Regions from separate parts of the Sus scrofa genome. Here region 2 is linked to region 1. The links are chromatin contacts, called in public HiChIP or PLAC-seq maps. All regions are on one chromosome and are shown on one strand. The core of a region is the stretch at or near the end of the contact, and the rest is flanking DNA. Distances in the headings are between cores, read along the strand shown.

Region 1 (3,366 bases), core at 697-3,196:
CAAAAAGAATCACTGTTAATAGGTTATTGCAACACTGTTATTTGTGGCATAACGGTTAATAACAAACAATTCAACACACATTGTAATAACTTGACATGCCACAAAACATCCTAAATGGACATAGGAATGATCAGGTCACTAATGACAAAATAAACTGGCCCTCCTGCCTTCAAATTAAGTACCAACTTTGTATTTGAAGTAACTGATTTGCTTCATTCACATGATTTTTTACTAAGGACGTAATAATTCACATTGCCTTTAAATACAATACAACCTCAGTTATACATAAAGCACCCAATCACTCACCTCCAAGAGAAACTGGCAAATGTTTTTTCTTTGGTCACCTTGAAGCTGAATAACCTCTCCGTATTCAGGATGTTCAATCACAGTACCATTACAGGCAAATTTCTGGAGAAGTAGGTTCAACATAACTGAGTCAAATACAATGAGATTTTATTTGTACCCTAAGACTAAAATTAGCTATTTCAGTAAACTTGATTACATTTAAGAAACAGCATTTGTCTCCTATAACCCCTGAATTAATTTGAAAATGAATCAGCAGGTCACAGAGAAAATGATTTTTACTGGGAACATGGAAACTAAGCATTTTTTATTTTATTTTGCTTGAGAGCCATGTAAATCTTATTTTAAGATGAAAGACCATAGATCTGAATGTTAATTAGGAGCATGAACAGTTTTCTTGGATCTAATCATTTTCACCCACATTGACAGTCAAGTATACGTGTGAAACGTAATCCTATTTAGAGGTGTGCATCAATAACTACATTTTAGTCTCTTCCTCCTAACACCTTTACCTTTTTGAAAGCTTTCACAAGTTTCTTTTTGTCATAATCATCTGCAATGCCCTGAACAGTAGTCAGTGTCTTCCTGCCGTTCCGTTGCTGGATTCTTATATGAATGTAATCCTCAGTCCCTGCCGGGAGTAAGTCGTCACCCTTAGTTGCATCAGCAAAGGGGTCTGCAAAAGGATACAAAAAAATCCAAAGCAGGAAAATATCTTTTAGTTAGTAATCTCCAGAGAGGTGGTACGCTACCATCTAGGCACTCTGCGAAGAAGGTTCTGGTGCCTCTGCTTTTTTTTCTGCAGGTGAGGATGGGGGGGGGTGGTAAGGGTAAAAATTAATAAAATCTCCAAGGTACTCTCACAAAGAGATTTTAAACACGTATGTCCACTGATACCCGAACAGAAAAACGTTGTTACAGGTAGATAATGTTATTGTTGAATAAAATCCTCTAATGAGAGAAAAGAGATTTTATAGTTTTATAACCACTATAAAAATGTGCGTCATCTCGACTATTCTGATGACAACAGAAACATTCACAGATGCCACTCCAATCATTTAACCGTAACTCTGCCTCGAAAAAAGTAAGAAAGATATATATACAGCAATCAAGAGTAATTTTACAAATTACTACGGGAGCGGAGAAGACTGGGCCACTGCCCTGTGACAGATGAGCGGCCTGATCCGCGTCTGTTACTAAACGCCCCCGAGAGTCGCTCGCAAACAGTCCCGACCGCTAATGGGCGCCGATCCCCCAGCTCCGGGCCAGCCTCCCCCCGGAGAGCAGCAGGGGCAGATCTGCAGGCGGATCGGGGTTGAAGAGGTGGCAGAGGGCAGAAGCGAGGAGCAGACAAATCTAGGGGCAGGCCAGAGGGCGGCACGGGGCCCGAGGCCGGGGCTCGGGGACGGGGTCCGGGGCCGTCCTCCGGGAGGGGGTCGCCAGGGGCCCGTCGCCATCTTTCGGGCGCCGAGACAAAGCCCCACTCGGGGTGCGGGGAGGGCAGTTGGGGGCCCTCTGGGCCAGGGGGGCCGGCAAGCGGCCCTGGTGGGGACAGGCAGGGGCGGCCGGCTGGCCGAGAGGCGCGCGGGGAATGTGAGGGGCCCGATCTTACCGAAAGATTGGAGGTTCTGGATAGTGGACATGCGATACTAGTGTGAGGCCGGTGAAGGGATAAAATTCCTGCGGGGCCCGCCCGGATCACCGTGTCAGGAGGCTGGAGTGGCGAGAAAACGGAAATAAATAAGGAGACGCTTCGCCCCGAGGTAGGGATGCGGCTGGAGCGGCGGCGGCGGAAGCCGGGAGGAGGCAGGAAGAGGCGAAGTAGGAGGCGGAGGAAGAGGCGGCGGCGACGGATGCGAGAACGCGAGAGAAGAGGCGGCGCTGCGGCTTCTCCCACAAAATGGCGGACGGACACTATTTAGCCGCGCCCGCCGCCCCACACGTGACCCTCCCGCGCCAGACGCTCTGGGACTTGTAGTTTTCATAACGCGAGAGACCCCGGAAAGCTCGGGGCGAGCAGGCTTACGGGACCTCAATTCCCAGCAGGGAGTGCGCTCCCCAGCTCCAGGCGGTGGGGCTGGGAGAGGTCCAGCGGGCTGCAGACCCAACTGGCCCGAACCTGCAGGTCTAGAGCAGTTTTCGTGGGGCGCTCGCAGGTTCTCCCTTGAGTCCCCTTCTTTGGCCGTACAGTGCCTGCGCAGAGGGTTTGGTGCTGAGGGGGGCGATGATCATCAGTCACCCTCGAGGCCCCGTGTAATGTAAGTAAAATCTGGGTTAGAGGACCAAAACAAGGCTCGTAGCCCCGGCTTTCGATTCGATGGCAGCCCCTCAGCACCTCCCCTACCTCCCCACCTCCTGCCTCGCTCGGTTGCAGGAGCTCTGTAAGTCCCTCTGAAAAGTCGATATGAGAGTCTCTCGCTCAGGATTGGACCGCCCTCAGATTGCCTAGCGCGGTGATTCTCAAACTCCAGTGGGCATTTCCCCAGGGCTTGTTTCAGGACGTCTGGGGCATGACCCTAGAATTTGCAAATCCAGCAAGCTGCCAGGCGATGCTCATGCTACTGGTCTGGGACCGCAGTTAAGAACCACTGCCTAGCTTCAGTGGGGGCCCAAGTATATCCCCGAGCTCCATGGAACATACCAGAAAACCAGCTTGACAACTTGAACACAGAACAGGAAGGTTAACTGATAGGTACCAGAACTGTAATATCTCCCTAACAAACTATACACAGAAAAACAAACCTGAGGCCATGAGAATAGGCTCACCCAGGCAGGTGGTCAATTGTCAAACTTGGTTGATTTTCTGAAAGCAAATATGGACTAAAAAGTTAGGGATTCTTAACCTTGTTTGTGCCATGGCAGACTTGTGAAAGTTTATAGACCCCTCAGAATCATGCTTTAAGAAATAAAACATGTAGGATTACAAAGGAAACCTATTACATTAAAGTTAAAAACAGTACATTGATAACATAGTATTACTTCTTTACTAATGCATTAATTAACAAGATCTAATAGCAGGTCTAACAACAGCTGGAATTTCAAAAAGGTGCCAAGGAAAAGATA
Region 2 (3,424 bases), core at 383-2,882, 120 kb before region 1:
TTTGAAGCTGAATTGAACAAAATATGTCATGAAACCAGAATTCTGTGGGGAGTTCTTTGTGGTGTAAATCCTAAAAGGGAGACAAAGAAAAAGGATGGGAAATCTGGATAAAAGAAGAGCCACTGAACTACCAGATCACAGGACATTTTAAAAATGCCTGTCTACATCTACACTGTAAATCTCTCCTCTAAATTTTTCTCTCACACTGCTAAATATATTCTCAAGAGAAAAACAACAAAACAGCAAAAACATTTCTTTGGATTAAGCCAAGCAAACTTTTACTAGTATTAATTAAACAAGGGTAGGGGTGATGGTTGGTGGACAGTTACCTGTGTGGGAACTTGAGGATGAAGTCGGTGAGCTGCATGCATTTGAAAGGCATAGCCTGTCTCCTTACTTGAGTGCAAGGTCCATCCACTAAAGCCTAAAAATACATAAGACCAAGGACATCAGTGTAAAACTGTTACCAGCATTCAAAATGCAAACATTTTGTGTATCACTAATCCTTTCAGAATCATCACATCCTTACTATTTAAGTGCTTTTCACAAATAAATAAAACTATCAGCAATTGTAGTACAGCATATAACCCTACATACAATTTTAAGTTTTTAATCCTTGCACGTTCCCAGCAACTCCATGATCATTCAGCTTCTGGTCAATCCCTTAATATATGATTCTCAAATACTGACAACAGCAAACAAAGCTCTTCCTATGTGCTTAACTTTGTTCTAAACTCGCATTACATATAACAACTAATTTAAGCATCACCAATGTTTTAGCATATAATTAGTTAAAAACTCTGGCTGGTTTAAGGAGCAGAAATAATACTCAAAATGCCTTAGTACTTGCCAATTCCAGTATGTGCTCCTAACCCCTATTTGCATTGTTTCCTTTTTTATAAAACGCAATTACCACCCGTAATATTCCTACCTCAGTGGGCTATTGGGACAATTACCATTATAATCTACACTGCATACCATCCATTGCCATATGAAGTCGCGACACTTTTCTTTACACTTACCCTGTTCTGATCAATAACATCTACAATTGCGACCAGCTTGCCGGCATGAGGTCCAAAGGAGACGTAGGCCACTCGGCCAACCTCCACGAAGCGCCTGAACACCTAAAATTGAGAAGTGGGAAAAGGAACAGCAGATCGACTAAAAATACTCTCTGGTTTGCAAAGCTTTACCGCTTTGAAAGGCAACATGGCTAAGAACCGCGAGAAAGAATGGTGAGGGGGAACACACCCAAACGCTACGGTAGTCCTGGATGGACAAAATCCGCAGGAGTGACGGCAAAAGCCAGGTCTATGGGGTCTGCAAGGCCCAAATGCCTGCCCTAGCCAGGATCCCAGCCGCCCCAGAGGTCCAGCTCAGTCGGCCGAAGAGCGCACGCGTGTCCCAAAAGGCGCAGGGCCTGCCGGGCCCTCCACGCGCTCGTCGGTCGCACACCCGGAAAGCTTCCAAACTGCGAGTTCCGTCCGCCCTGGGACCCTCACCGCTCGCTACCTAAAACCCGCAAGGCACCGTTCCGCGCCTCCGCTTCCCAGCCCAGGCGGGGCTGAGGCTGTATGACCAGCAGACCCGGAGCCCGCGCCAGCGATACTCACCATGTTGGCGGCGTTCGGCGAGAAGGAAGAAGGCCTGCCCGACCGTGCGCATGTGTAGCAGGCCGCCCCGCCCCTACGGTGAACAAGACGCCGATGTGTGCACCGATTGGTCGGAACGTACGCACGTACGCACACGCAGGGTCACTGGGAAAACGTGGCGGAGCTCAGCAGAGCCGACCCGGTCTTTTGCAAACGTGAGGGGTAGGATTGCCTCAGTTGGTACCACAGAAGATCTACAGGAAAGTCGTCTTCTAGAACTTCAGGGTAAAGAAGAATACAGAAGATATGCTTCCCATTGTGACTCTGCATCCTTTCAACCTCCTCTTTTAACGTTTTTCTCTTTCCTTCCACTACTCAGTACTCTCCCGATTTTTGTCTATTACTAATGGCCTAGTTAGTAGTAGTTTTTTCTAAGTGACCCCCGTAATTTTATTAACTTTCCGTTTTAAAATAATTCAGATCTACGGAAAAGTTGCGAAACTAGCACAATTCCCAAAACATTTCTTACCCTCTCCAAATGTAACACTAAAGTTGCTTTATCATTCTTTTCTGAACATTTGAAAGGAAACTGTACACACGATATTTCTTTATCTCTAATTGTGAGATAAAGAAAGATTTATTCTAATTGTGCTGTATCCTAAAAACAATGACATTGTTTTATATAGTTGGTATAATGTTTGAGGAGTTCCCTTCCTGGCTCAGCGGTTAACGAACCTGACTAGGATCCATGAGGATGCAGGTTTGATCCCTAGCCTTGATCAGTGGGTTAAGGATCTGGCGTTGCTGTGAGCTGTGGTATAGGTTGCGCAGGTGGCTCAGATCCAGAGTGGCTGTGGCATAGGCCAGCAGCTGTAGCTCCCATTCGACCCCTAGTCAGGGAACCTCCATATGCTGTGGGTGGGGCCATAAAAAGATAAAAAATAAAAATAAAAAAATTTAAATAAATAAATAAAAATATAGGCTTATACGGGAGTTTCCAGGTGGCCAGTGTCTGGTTTGTCACTACTGTGGCACGGTTTGATCCCTGACAGGGAAACTTCCTCCTGCCTCCTGACTGGCCAAAAAATTTTTAAGTAAAAAAGTTGTTGTAGTAAGTACCTTTGTAGTTTATTTTATACCTAGTAGTACTGGGTCTAGTTCAGTGATTCTCTAATTAAGGGTGAATAGACTGGAAGAAAAAAAAAAAAAGATTGCTTAAAATGTTTTCTCCCATTTTTGGTTCTGCTCTGTATATCTGTGAGGGTGGAATCAGAACCAAAAGCAGAGAATATCTAAAATTAGGACCTGATTTATAATCTTCCATTCCTGGCAACCTCATCTCTTTTCTTCCTTCTTTGAATAGCTTACTTTTAATACTACCAACTGACTCACCATGAAATACTTAAGTATGGTAATAATTGTAAATTGTTTAATTGATTAAATAAAGCAAAAGAAGGAAACTTTGAGGAAGTTCAGAGCCCAACTGTCCTGACTTTTTTTTTTTCCCCTTTTTTTGGCTGCATTTAATATGGAAGTTCCTGAGCCAGGGATTGAATCTGAGCCATAGCTGCAATCTATGCTGCAGCTGTAGCAGCACTGGATCCTCAACCCACTACACCACAGCAGGAACTCCAAGAGCCCACCTATTTTGTTCTTAGGATTGTGTTTATTGGTTACTTTAGTTATGTGTCTATTATGATCACTATTCATAATTATTAATGCATCTCACCCTTTTAGATATTAATTGAAGTCATTTAATATGATAAATGTGCCTAATGCAATAAGTTAAAATAAAATACAGTCTTGTTTTTTGGGGGTTTTTTTTGGCCATG

Evidence for each region. HiChIP or PLAC-seq counts read pairs in DNA pulled down with a chosen protein or histone mark.
Region 2: an H3K27ac HiChIP or PLAC-seq map of alveolar macrophages shows a contact between it and region 1. The contact joins the promoter of RPL14 here to the promoter of EIF1B in region 1. A contact is called at or near these places in 1 of 5 promoter capture datasets (liver), 1 of 47 Hi-C or Micro-C datasets (liver) and 2 of 2 datasets of contacts at active chromatin or transcription factors (alveolar macrophages and skeletal muscle).

What each region holds. Positions count from the first base shown.
Region 1 is chr13:24,573,763-24,577,128 of Sscrofa11.1, reverse strand. EIF1B (eukaryotic translation initiation factor 1B) reads right to left here and starts at 1,946. Exons shown (of 4, transcript NM_001001635.1): 1 at 1,916-1,946; 2 at 816-979; 3 at 307-408. The coding sequence starts at 1,946. All of the region lies in intron 2 of LOC110256427 (a long non-coding RNA gene), which reads left to right.
Region 2 is chr13:24,693,417-24,696,840 of Sscrofa11.1, reverse strand. RPL14 (ribosomal protein L14) reads right to left here and starts at 1,632. Exons shown (of 6, transcript NM_001097478.1): 1 at 1,614-1,632; 2 at 1,023-1,124; 3 at 330-424. The coding sequence starts at 1,616.